Regions from separate parts of the Mus musculus genome. Here all the other regions are linked to region 2. A link is a contact called in public HiChIP or PLAC-seq data. All regions are on one chromosome and are shown on one strand. Each heading gives the region's core, a stretch centred on a gene start, on an enhancer-like site or on the middle of the called end of the contact. The rest is flanking DNA. Distances are from core to core; before and after follow the strand shown.

Region 1 (2,718 bases), core at 52-2,551, 400 kb after region 2:
ACACGCCCATACACATGTGCACACTCACTCACACAGATGGACCGAAAGCAGATATGGTGATGGTTACAATTCATTCCTATAACTATATTTTTTTCCCTGTAGATCTAGAATTTTGCAAAATAAGAAGCACTGTGAATCTTTCATGAGCCATGTCAGTAACTCAGAAGGCAAGGGAAAGCAATGCATATGTTCTGTGTTATAGAAAGGGAGTTTTTTTCCATACAAATTCAGTCTCAGGTGGAATACACTCATGCAAACCTGAGCTTTCCACTTACCACTGCGACAGGGATGTTTTCCATATAAAGAAACAGTGTTCCGACTGATGGCCTAGCTCACGGGTGGAGTACTTGCCTGACATCAAAAGCTCCCAGTTTTAATTCCCAGCAGAAAGAAAAGGGTGGGGATGGGAAAAGGAGGGGGGTGGAAAATATGTAGAAAACCAAGCATGGTGGCTCATGCCTGTAATTCCAGAACTTAGAAGACCGGTGCAGGAAGATAGGCAATGAGTTGAGGCTAGCCTGGGCTACATAGTAAGACTATCAAACCACCAACAGAAATAGTTCTCCTTGTTATGTTTCACTGCCCAACACGACTACACCATGTGAAAGCAAGCGTGTATAAGAGTCATCTTTGATTATTAAATGCTGACTATTTCATCTCTGACCTTTTCTGAGACAGGGTCTCATGTATACAGCCTGAGTGACCTAGAACTCACTATGGGGCCAAGGGTGAGTTTCAGCTTCCAGTCCTCCAGCCTTTTACCTCCCAAGTGCTGGCCTTACAGATGTGTACCACCATGCCCAGCTTATACATGGTGGGGTTTGTACATTGCTAGACAAGTACTCTACCAACTGAGCCGCAGTCCCAGTCTAATTTTTAGTTATTTTTAAAATCACTACAATAATAATAATTGGAGCTAAGTCTTTCTATTGTCCCCTGATCAGCTTTAAGGAAGATATCAACTCACAGGCATTGGAATTTCTCTCTGTCTCTCTTATCTCTCTCTCTCTCTCTCTCTCTCTCTCTCACTCTCTCTCTCTCTCTCTCTCTCTCTCTCTCTGTGTGTGTGTGTGTGTGTGTGTGTGTGTGTGTGTGTGTGTGTGTCTGAGATTGCTTTTCCACTCCTGACCTGCACAATTGGTTCTCCACTCCTTCCCACACTAGGTATGTAATACAATTTCTCTGCTTTGTTGGAAACACTATTTCGGAGGAATTTTCCAGACTTAACTGTGACACTGATCCCAGGGCCTCTCGGAAATAATAGCAAGGAAATACTGCCCCCTAGCGGTCTATCTTCTAATCGCTGGCAGAATCTAATCAAGCATGGCTTATGTAAAGGAGTAATTTACTATCATCTAAGTCTATTCAAAGGATATTCACTAACACCCTTCTTTGAGCCCAGCATAAGAAAAGAAACCACAAGAGACACAAAATTCAATCATACAGGGCACAATCTGAAACAGTTACAATTTCTGTTCCACACACAAGAATGGAGTCAAGGCTAACAGGCTAAAGTCAAGGATGGAGGCCTTTGGAAGCTGTGGCCCTGAGGCTCTCACTACAGTTGTGGTGCTGTGATGGCCACCACACTGAACAGTGTGTTCAGAAGCCTGGATTCCTTTCTAGCAGCAAGCCATGAGCATTCTATGGCTCTGCTGTCTTCATGACATTTCTTACCATGACAACCAATGACTCACAGAAACCAGATGGTTCATCTACCCATCTTCCAAATGAGGATCCTGAGGCCTAGGAGCTGCTAAGGGTGGATTCCGCTATGTGTGCTTAGCTCAGTCCCAGGGAGCAGCCATTCACATGGCTCTCTGACCTTAACCTACTGAGGGGAAACAACCCAATGCTATTTGTATAATACAACCATAACTAATGACTGGGTGAAACCGCTTTCCCACACAGTGACATAGAAATGACCTTGTCCCAAGCTGAATTCCACTCAGGACCTGGATATACATAACATGGATTCTAGCTAGCCACAATCTAAGCCCTGTGGTTTTATCAAAGGATCCAAAATAGGAATTCAAAGTCAAGGTTCCCCTCCAGTTGCAGATATTTGCTATCCAGATCGCATGCCCAGAAATTGGGAACCATGAGATATGAGGACTGGGACACTCATTATCTTAGGCATGTTTCAGAATCGTGCATTTTAATGTCTGAGACATGAAAATCTAAAACTGGCTTCGGAGACATTAGCATCCGTCAAGCTGACAAGTCTCTTTGCTCTCTCTAATGTCTTCCACTGTGGTGGCTCCAGTCTTCAGAACTAGACAGACATCTCATCTTTACAACTGTCTACCACCCAATTTGCACCAGTCAGCTCCGGCTATGATGGAAAGCGAGCCAGCTGCATAATGACTTTGAGATCAGCACAGCATGCCAGGAAACTCACAGCAGAGAAGAGTCGAGACCTCCCTGAGTTGAGGCTTTCATTTTAGGCAAGAACCTAAAGACTGAATAGGCTTAAGGTCACTTTAAAACCATTACTAGCATGCAGTAACAAGGGGGTGGGAACTTGTGTAGGAAAAAGAAATGGTAAAGACAAGAACTCAAGGATTAGGCAGTAAGGGGAGGTTGGCATTCAGGGCTCCTGAGTCCATGGAAGATGGGAACCCTGTGGCTTTGCCCCACCTCCTATGGGGATTCGGCCAATGGGGATTCAGCCAGTGGGGATTCAGCCAATGGGGATTCAGCAAAGTATCCATGTGT
Region 2 (2,877 bases), core at 331-2,830:
CTAGGCGACCAGAGGAAGATGGAACCAAGACAGGGTTCTGATCAAGGTTCAAATTTTTAATGGTGGACATGCTTTATAAAAGAGGGGGCGGGGAAGTCCATTCCCGCCAATTCATCCTTGGAGCCTGGAACCAGCCGCAGGTGATGACATGCAGAATAGGGTGTAGTCTCTAGAATAGTTCTGGGGCCTCTCAGCAGGTAGCAGTATCTTGAAGGGGAACAGCGGCAGTGGCAGAACAATAGAGTGCTCTAGGCTCCACCCTAGATAATCTCCTTAGTGGCAGCAAGATCAAGTTCTGGCTTAGCCTGCTTCAGGCTTATGGGAGGCTACAGTTTAAGGTTTCAGAGGGTTAGTCAAAGATCACCGTGGCAGGGATCAATCATCGCAGCTGGCAGGCAGGAGCTGAGAGTTACAGCCTGGTCAACAGGCAGCAGCAAGAGAGGGACACTGGGCCTGGCCTAGGCTTTTTAAACCTCAAAGCCAGTGACACACCTCCCCCAATAAAGCCACACCTTCTAGTCCTCTAAATAGCCCACCCACTAGGGACTAGATATTCAAATATACAACCCTTTGGGAGCCATTCTCATTCGAACCAGCACAGTAGCAAAAGCAAGAAAATTAGAACACAACTCCAGCAAAGACCCATTCTTTTTACCATGATGCACCCAGGTAATTCCAGCACCCAGTAAGTTGGGGCAGGGGGATGTATTTCAGCTAGCCTGAAATACAGAACGAGACCTTGCTTTCAAAAATAGAATGAATAAAGAATTAAAACCAGCCAATCTTGACACTTTGAAAAATGGTTTTAACTTGATTTTTTGACAATCTTATACATGTATAATGTGATTACTGTAATACCCCCACCCCTAATTAACCAGCACTTTCAAATATTTTTTTTCCAAGACTCACTGAGTTTAGGCAGTGAGTTTGGGGCTATCCATTGGAGTCTGGTGGGCACTCAGTAGGGAGTCAATTGAAGAAAGTGGTTTCTCTCCTAGAATACATTAGAAGCCAAGTCTTTATCACAGAGAGGTAGGGTGCATACACTTCCCCAACCAATGGTTGACTTAAAATGCCAGGTGTTGTGTAGGTTCACTGTAAGATTTACTCCTGCTGTGAAGCCATGACAGCTTTGGCTCTGCCATACCGAGATAACTTGTGTGTGTACATACAAAATATGCATGCATGCATACATACATACATACATTTTTTTTTGGAGAGAGGATCTCTCTTTATAGACAGGCTAGCCTCTAACAAATCCATCTACCTCTCCTGAGTAATGAGATTAAAGGTTCGTGTCACCCCAATTGTGCACTTTTTAAACCGACGAACTTTATGACACATAGCTTCTCACTCAATAAAGTTGAAATCCAACTTAGTGGGGGAGCTAGGTTTTCTAAGTACGTGGGTAAGTTTACTTAGAGCCATTGGTCACAGAGTTAGTGAAGAAAAGCACCTCCTGCTTGAGGCAGCGAGGCCACGCTTCCTTCCCTTGTTTCCTAGCAACCGGCTTCCTACTGAACGCTTCCTCAAGCCTCCGTCCGTCACTTCCGATCTCAACAGGAAGTGAGGTCAACCCGGAGGCTTTCCCGGGAGTTCAGCGTTTGCCGCAGGTGAAGTCGTCTTCCTGGACGGGCACTGTCCCTGTCCCTGTCCCTGTCCAGGGCTGCTGCAAAGGCCCTGGGATCCGGGGACTCGAACCCGCGGGGGCCCAGGGCGGCAGGGGAGGAGCCGGCAGCGAGGCTGCTGGGTGTCCGGAGTCCCGAGTGTGTTTGCTCTCCCAGTTGTTCACCCCCAGCTCTAGATCTCGGACGTGTCTGCGCTCCTGCCCCAACTACCCCGGTCCCGTGTCTGAAAGAAGACCCCTCACAGAAAACATTCTCCTGGCCGGCTTCCGTTCACGCCCAAGCCCCTCGGAGCTCTGCCAAGACCTCCCTGGGATCTTTCAGCGACTTTTGAGTTGCCAGAGGCCTGGGGTAAATGTTTTCCTGAGTGCTCAACTATGGGGTAGGGAGACAGTTCCTGCAAAATGTGGGGTTAGGTAACTTGGGGCAGTGTGCATTTCGGCTTACTTTTCTTGAATGTTTCTGGCGGGGTTTCTTGTTGCAAACTGGAGGAGTTTGCCTTGGTTTAGGAGGAGGGAGACATCACTGCGAGGATGCAAGGCCCAGTTGATGCTAATTCTATAGATCTGATTGATCCTCCCAGGACTTAAAATGATCCGTTTGTATCATGTGATTCGTTCTTTTAAGCGTTTAGCGTGTTTCTTACTTGCAAGTAAACTAGTTTTCCCGGACAAGGACCGAGGCATACGGTACTTTTACGACTTTAATAGTATCACACAGTGAATGCATGTTTTTAACATTTTTAGCTTAATGTTGAAGGGACTACGTTGTGCATAGTGGGATCTCAGCCCTTACGAGGTGGAGGCTAGAGGATCTGGAGTTCAAACTCACTTCTCGGGCTACATAGAGAGTTCCATGCCAAGCCTGGGCTACACAGACCTTATCTCTAAAATAAAATGTTGAAGGCATGTATGTAATTAAACAGTTTAGCGGCTGGAAAGAATGACATGACGTAGCACCATATTTTTAGATAAAAGTAATAAAATCTACTTAGATAATTTTTTCTGAATTTGAGACAGATCTGGGACTCACATTCACACACATAGTAGGTAAAGGTACAGATGTCTTTTAGGAAAAGGCCAAATAATGGCGATTTCACTGTTTCTTTGTTTCTCTCCATTTTAATCTCTCTCCTGCTCGACATCCTTTTACCCAGGTGTTCTGTGTTAAGCTGCTGTCCCAGAGGTGCTGGGCATTATGGGAAATCAGCTGGCTGGCATCGCTCCTTCCCAGATCCTGTCTGTAGAGAGTT
Region 3 (2,860 bases), core at 79-2,578, 470 kb after region 2:
TGCAAAGGCCCCGGGTTCAACTCCCAGCACCTACTGAAGCCTCACAACCCTGGGTAACTACAGTTCCAGGAGACTCCTTATCTCTGCAGCTTCCACACATGTGGTACACATGTACACACTCAGTCACACACACTTGTGTGTGTTAAATAAATGAGTACATTTTACAAATTGTTTTTAAGAAGAAAACAGCTGGTAAGCTGACTTGGTTGGCAAAGGTGATTGCCACCAAGCCATGATGAGTTCAATCCGTAGGACTCAAGTTGTAAAAGTAGAACTCTTAAAATCTGTGGCCTGGGCTGGTGAGATGGCTCAGCAGGTAAGAGCACCGACTGCTCTTCCAAAGGTCCTGAGTTCAAATCCCAGCAACCACATGGTGGCTCACAACCACCCAGAACGAGATCTGATGCTCTTTTCTGGAGTGTCTGAAGACAGCTACAGCATACTTACATATAATAAATAATTTTTTTTAAATCTGTGCCCTGAGCTCCTCACCATACACACACACAGACACACACACATGTGCGCGTGCATAAGTAGATGTTAAGATTTTTACAGGAGGAGGTGAGAGTGAAGTGAGAAGAGAGGGGAGGAGGAGAGAGGAGGAGGAGGGAGAGTCATGGAGCAGGAGAGGAGGGGAAAAGAGAAGGAAGGGGAGTGAGCAGAAGGGGGCAGGAAGAAGGAGCAGAAGGGGACAGGAGGAGAGGGCAGGAAGGGGCAAGAAGAGGAGGCAGGAGGGGCAGGAGGAGGGGGCAGAGGGAGCAGGAAGAGGCAGGACAAGTAAATAACTCTGGCATTTGAAATGACTTGTATGGGACTGGAGACATTTTGCTAACTGAAATAAACCAGACAATGACACTTAGACAAGGAGTCTGAAGCATTCAAACTCAAAGAAGCAGAGAGTAGCGAGGTGGTTACCGAGGCTGGAGAGTGAGGGGAACCTGGAGGTGATGTCAAAAGGCACAGATCTCAGGCCAGGGGATTATTGTTTTTAGTTCTTCCAGGCCTCATACTGAATAACAGTTGAGAGGAGAGAGAGATACATTTCAAAACTGTGGAATGACCCAAATGTTCTCAGAACAAAGAGTTTCTGCGGTGTCCAATGTAACCAGCTTAGCTCACTTTATCCATACATCCTCCCCTCGCTTGGAGCCCCAACAATTTATACAACTGTAAATTGCCAATTTACAATTTCAAAAGAATCATTAGCTACACTTCCATTCCAGAGCGGGAGGAGCAAAGGCAAACTCAGCCCTGTCAGGCAGTAATTACTGACAGGAAAGCAGCAGAGGGTGAGGGGACCGGGCTCAGAAGGGAGGCCTCTGATTGACAAGGTAAAATTGGAGGAGGAGCATGGCATTAACGAGCAAATCAAAGTTGGGAGGGGGAGGGGACGGTCTTAGCCTGGCTGGAAACGTCTTTCATAGTGACATTCTGAAAAGAAACAGATGAACCTTCAGAAATCACGTGGCAGCATCACACCTGGCCACGACTATCCACGGAGGCACGGAGAAGCCACGGAGACAACATCCTCAGATCCTCAGGGAAGGGGCATAGACCCTGCCTCTCACTGGGATGTGTGTCGGAGAAACTGTGGACAAAGCTTCCACAGAGGAAGTAGAGACTGCGTGCTTGTGTCTCTTATGTTTCTAAAGAAAAGGGGGGCAGAGAGGGAGAGGAAGAAAAAGAGGCTGAGAGAGAGAGAGAGAGAGAGAGAGAGAGAGAACAAGGGAGGGAGGGAGGGAGAGGAGGGAGGGAGAGGAGGAGGAAAGGAGGGAGGGAGGGAGGGAGGGAGGGAGGGAGGGAGGGAGGGAGGGAGAGAAGGAGGCAAGGAGGGAGGGAGGGGAAGGAAGGGAGGGAGGGAGGGAGGGAGGGAAGAATTGAATCTTACCTCAGTTTGTCCTCATCTCTGCTCTTGGCAAAGTTGTTAGACAGTTGAAAGACCTGAGAACAAACGCTATTACTAATCCAGAAGTTCAGGGCCGGTTACAACATGGGAGACACTCTGCTGCTGACCATGGTGTCTGGCAGCAGTCTTAGCCTTCGGTTGGTGAAACTACAGTCTGTTCATACATTCTACCTAGCAGTCACAAAAGATGTTCGGTCACATCCAGAGGAGGGCAACACACAGGGGCTAAGCTGGACCAGCAGAAATGATGTGCAGAAGCGGTTTTGTCTTAACCTCTTGTGCTCTGCTCTTTGGTTATCACACCACTGAAAGAATGGATCCCAAGAAAGTCATTTCCCCAGGGATCTCTGACTGGGAAGAACAATATCTGGGGTTCCCAGCAGAGGAACTTGTCTCCAGGAGAAAGATCTACAACTCATCAGATGATCTTGCTGGAGAGACTTTGGGCTGAGGCAGTGATGGACAGGGACCACACCTTGGCTGCACAACTTAGTTACACATCTTTCTTGCTTTACATTTAAGCCCTGCCCTCATGTCAGGACCCCAGAGATAGATAGGACATGGACACTGAACCTCTGTCTGTCTTCCTCTTTTTTCTGCTTTTCTCTACTAACTTGGCTCTTTTAATTGGACTGAGGATGGACGGGTGGATGGGCTTCTAGCTGGGGTACCGCTCCCTGAGTCTGTTAAGTTCCACTCTGGAAGGAAGGGGTTACTATACTCACTCAGGAGGGAGAGCACACACATCCACACACTTTGCAACTGAAATTCACCCCTGCTTTTTAAACTAAAATATTAAAAACACACACACACACACTCCCTCCCAGCTAAGTCTTTTCTTATTTCCTACCCTGCATGAATCACTCACCTGCTCAGACATTCACAAGTGCTCCCCAGACAGCTCAGTGAAATGAATTCAGACTTCTTCCGTGAATAAATGAACAAGCACTTTCC
Region 4 (2,737 bases), core at 19-2,518, 340 kb after region 2:
GGACATAAATGTGCAGCTTAATGCACAGGTACTGAGTGAATACCAATGGCTACACAACTCCAGACGGAGACTGGAGAATGTCAACACCCATGCTCCACTTCACAGTTCTAGGCTTTTCCTTCCTCAAAAGGAACAGAGAGCGGCGTGCCCAGGAAGCAGTCTCAGGTATAGGTAGGCACGAATGATGCTTATACGGGACTGCCTGAAGATCCATATCTGTGGGTGGGAAGGGAAGAACTAGGCAGAGAGATGCTGAGTGCGGCTAGAGCTCAGACTTCATCCATCTCCTCAGGCAGCTCTGGGGTTGACCTGTCGCACAGTGAAGCTGACATTTTAAACTCAGCTTTGATCAGCATCTGGACCCATCTGCCCCCAGGAGGGTGTGAATCCTCTTTAAATCCAAAATCCTCCTGAAGTCTCATCTAGGGGTCACCTGCCAGGAGTTACAGAATGCTGAGAGGTAAAAGGATTGAAAGGGAAAACACGAAATATGCCTTTGTGGATAATATGAATATCTCTCTGGAAAGATAAAACATGCTAAAACACCAATGTTACAAGTGAATCCTGCTCCATCAGACGCAAGCCTGCAGCATCTGGCTACAGCTGGCCACAGTGGACAGCTAAGATGGCTGAAGAAAAAAAAAAAACCTTTATGGTTCTGCACCCACCAGCTGAATATGTGCAATCAATCTATACTTACTGTCTTTGTCCTGCTATCAAAAAAAATGTATCTTTTCAGATCTATTCTTGTTGCTGAACCTTAATTCAGCTTGATTCATTTATTTTCAACCTTGCTTATCCTGATTTTAAAGTGTGTGTGTGTGTGTGTGTGTGTGTGTGTGTGTGTGTGTGTGTGTGTGTGCATTTGCTGCATCATGCACATGGAGGTCAGAAGACAACTTACAGAGATCAGTTCTCTCCTTCCATCATGGGCTCAAACTCAAGCTGTCAAGGTATGATACCAAGTGCCCTCACCCACTGAGGCAGCTACTCATTCTTCCAGCACTTGGGGTTATTCACAAGCTGGATGATTTTTTTTTTAAGAGCCATTGAGAATAGGGTATGGGGGTGTGCACATGTCTTGGCGAATTTCTAGGTTAGATGCTTAGGAACAAATTTGCTGGGTGCTCACTAAAGCTGTTTAAAATTTTCAATTCCACTAGAAAACCCCAAATACTTTCTGGTTTTTGTAGTCCTGTGGTTCCCTGTGGGGCATCCCTGGGGACAGGTTTGGAAATGGTGTGGTGACAACCCTGTCGTCTCAGTGACTCATGACAACAAAGATTTCCTTCCCAGCTCATTGGAGCTGCTTGCTATGCATTCCAGCCAGCTGCTGCATAATTACCGCAGGTCCCGGAACAATGGATCAGACCGGCATCTGCTCACCCAATCACCTGCATGCTTTATACCCTCATATCTTTGTGGTTTTTTAATCTCTAGAAAGGGACTCTAGGGCAGCTAGTGACCAAACCAACCGCCAGGAGACTGAGCACACGACTGTGCCATGGCTTCTGTGGGATCGGAAAGCTCGTGGGCTTTAAAGCAGACACTTGTTTGGTTCATTAGACTCTGGATCGGTAATCTGAGGTTGCACTTGTTTGGCTGCTTCTCTGCCGCCTAGGAGATGAGCTAGAGAAAGAACAATGTCACCTGCAAGCAGAATTTAAAGAGAATGTAAATGGTCAACAACTGGTGCCCTCTGCGATCTGCTCAGCCAGGAAAATCAAGCCCAGAGAAGTTGTTGGATGCTGAGTTCATATCCCTTGTCTTGGTATATTTCACAACATCATAATAGCAACAGCTGCATTAAAAACATACGATTGACCCAGGTATGGTGGGAGGCAAAAGCAGGCAGATTTCTCTTCTATGGAGTGAGTTCTAAGGCACTTAGTGCTACTTGAGGAGAACCTGTCTCAAATACACACACACACACACACATACACACACACACACACACACACAAACACACGGGGGGAGGGGGAGGGAGGGAGGGAGGGAGGGAGGGAGGGAGAGAGAGAGACCGACCAAAGGTCTATTACAAGATAACAAAACTCAAGCAAAGATTAGTACTATTCTTGGTACCAATAGTACCAAAGAGTACCCAGGCAAAATGGCCTCCGCTTAGAAAATGCATATGTATGTATATGCAGATGCATATATCTATGTATGTATACACTATGTATACACACACACATACAAGGCTCCTCTAGCCCAGGATGACCTTGAACTCACTTACTCTGTATCTGAGGGTGACCTTGAGCTCCTGATCCTCTTGGGTTACAGATATGTGTCACCATAACTCATTTCGTTTTGTTTTCTTTTCTTTTTTGTTGTTTTGTTTGTTTGTTTGTTTGTTTGTTTGTTTGTTTTTTGAGACAGGGTTTCTCTGTATAGCCTTGGCTGTCCTGGAACTCACTCTGTAGACCAGGCTGGCCTCGAACTCAGAAATCCACCTGCCTCTGTCTCTCAAGTGCTAGGATTAAAGGCATGTGCCACCACTGCCCGGCTAACTCATTTTGTTTTATGGGACAAGATATTACTATGTTGCCAGTCACAGACCTTGAACTTACTGATCTTTCTGCTTCAGCCTAACCTGTGATATGCATGTGTACACGCATGCATACATGACTGTGTATGTGCAGGTGTGTATGTATAGTCCTCAAGATCAAAGTTAAAAGCTCTCTTTCCCTGAACTACATTCCTATCCTTTCCTGCTTGCACCATTTTGCTTTTTTTT

The links. HiChIP or PLAC-seq counts read pairs in DNA pulled down with a chosen protein or histone mark.
Region 1: an H3K27ac HiChIP or PLAC-seq map of SST interneurons shows a contact between it and region 2, with 5 times the contacts expected there. The contact joins the enhancer-like site here to the promoter of Pik3r4 in region 2. A contact is called at or near these places in 3 of 39 promoter capture datasets (embryonic stem cells, hippocampal neurons and neural stem cells), 2 of 484 Hi-C or Micro-C datasets (cerebral cortex and forebrain), 22 of 115 datasets of contacts at active chromatin or transcription factors (the NIH/3T3 cell line, SST interneurons, VIP interneurons and 13 more) and 2 of 9 other capture datasets (adipose tissue and embryonic stem cells).
Region 3: an H3K4me3 HiChIP or PLAC-seq map of embryonic forebrain shows a contact between it and region 2, with 5 times the contacts expected there. The contact joins the enhancer-like site here to the promoter of Pik3r4 in region 2. A contact is called at or near these places in 1 of 39 promoter capture datasets (embryonic stem cells), 2 of 484 Hi-C or Micro-C datasets (the N1E-115 cell line and cerebral cortex), 14 of 115 datasets of contacts at active chromatin or transcription factors (astrocytes, embryonic basal ganglia, embryonic forebrain and 7 more) and 2 of 9 other capture datasets (adipose tissue and embryonic stem cells).
Region 4: a contact with region 2 is called in an H3K4me3 HiChIP or PLAC-seq map of embryonic basal ganglia, with 3 times the contacts expected there. The contact joins the enhancer-like site here to the promoter of Pik3r4 in region 2. A contact is called at or near these places in 5 of 39 promoter capture datasets (embryonic stem cells, frontonasal cranial neural crest, hippocampal neurons and 2 more), 2 of 15 datasets of contacts at CTCF or cohesin (large pre-B cells and pro-B cells), 1 of 484 Hi-C or Micro-C datasets (forebrain), 21 of 115 datasets of contacts at active chromatin or transcription factors (the 230-238 cell line, SST interneurons, embryonic basal ganglia and 9 more) and 2 of 9 other capture datasets (adipose tissue and embryonic stem cells).

What each region holds. Positions count from the first base shown.
Region 1 is chr9:106,037,805-106,040,522 of GRCm38.p6, forward strand. All of the region lies in intron 19 of Col6a4 (collagen, type VI, alpha 4), which reads right to left. Among named protein-coding and RNA genes, the nearest start is that of Col6a4, 58 kb to the right of the region's middle. Within about 2 kb of position 1,302, at least 20 of the 459 cell types and tissues checked have an H3K27ac peak or open chromatin away from gene starts, as enhancers often do. A contact at or near this core is called in SST interneurons, VIP interneurons, cerebral cortex and 1 more, where this site is marked.
Region 2 is chr9:105,641,415-105,644,291 of GRCm38.p6, forward strand. It overlaps Pik3r4 (phosphoinositide-3-kinase regulatory subunit 4), which reads left to right and starts at 1,581. Exons shown (of 20, transcript NM_001081309.1): 1 at 1,581-1,976; 2 at 2,782-2,877. The coding sequence starts at 2,823.
Region 3 is chr9:106,114,668-106,117,527 of GRCm38.p6, forward strand. No RefSeq gene overlaps it. Among named protein-coding and RNA genes, the nearest start is that of Gm51688, 19 kb to the right of the region's middle. Within about 2 kb of position 1,329, at least 20 of the 459 cell types and tissues checked have an H3K27ac peak or open chromatin away from gene starts, as enhancers often do. A contact at or near this core is called in embryonic basal ganglia and embryonic forebrain, where this site is marked.
Region 4 is chr9:105,983,938-105,986,674 of GRCm38.p6, forward strand. No RefSeq gene overlaps it. Among named protein-coding and RNA genes, the nearest start is that of Col6a5, 25 kb to the left of the region's middle. Within about 2 kb of position 1,269, at least 14 of the 459 cell types and tissues checked have an H3K27ac peak or open chromatin away from gene starts, as enhancers often do. A contact at or near this core is called in SST interneurons and embryonic basal ganglia, where this site is marked.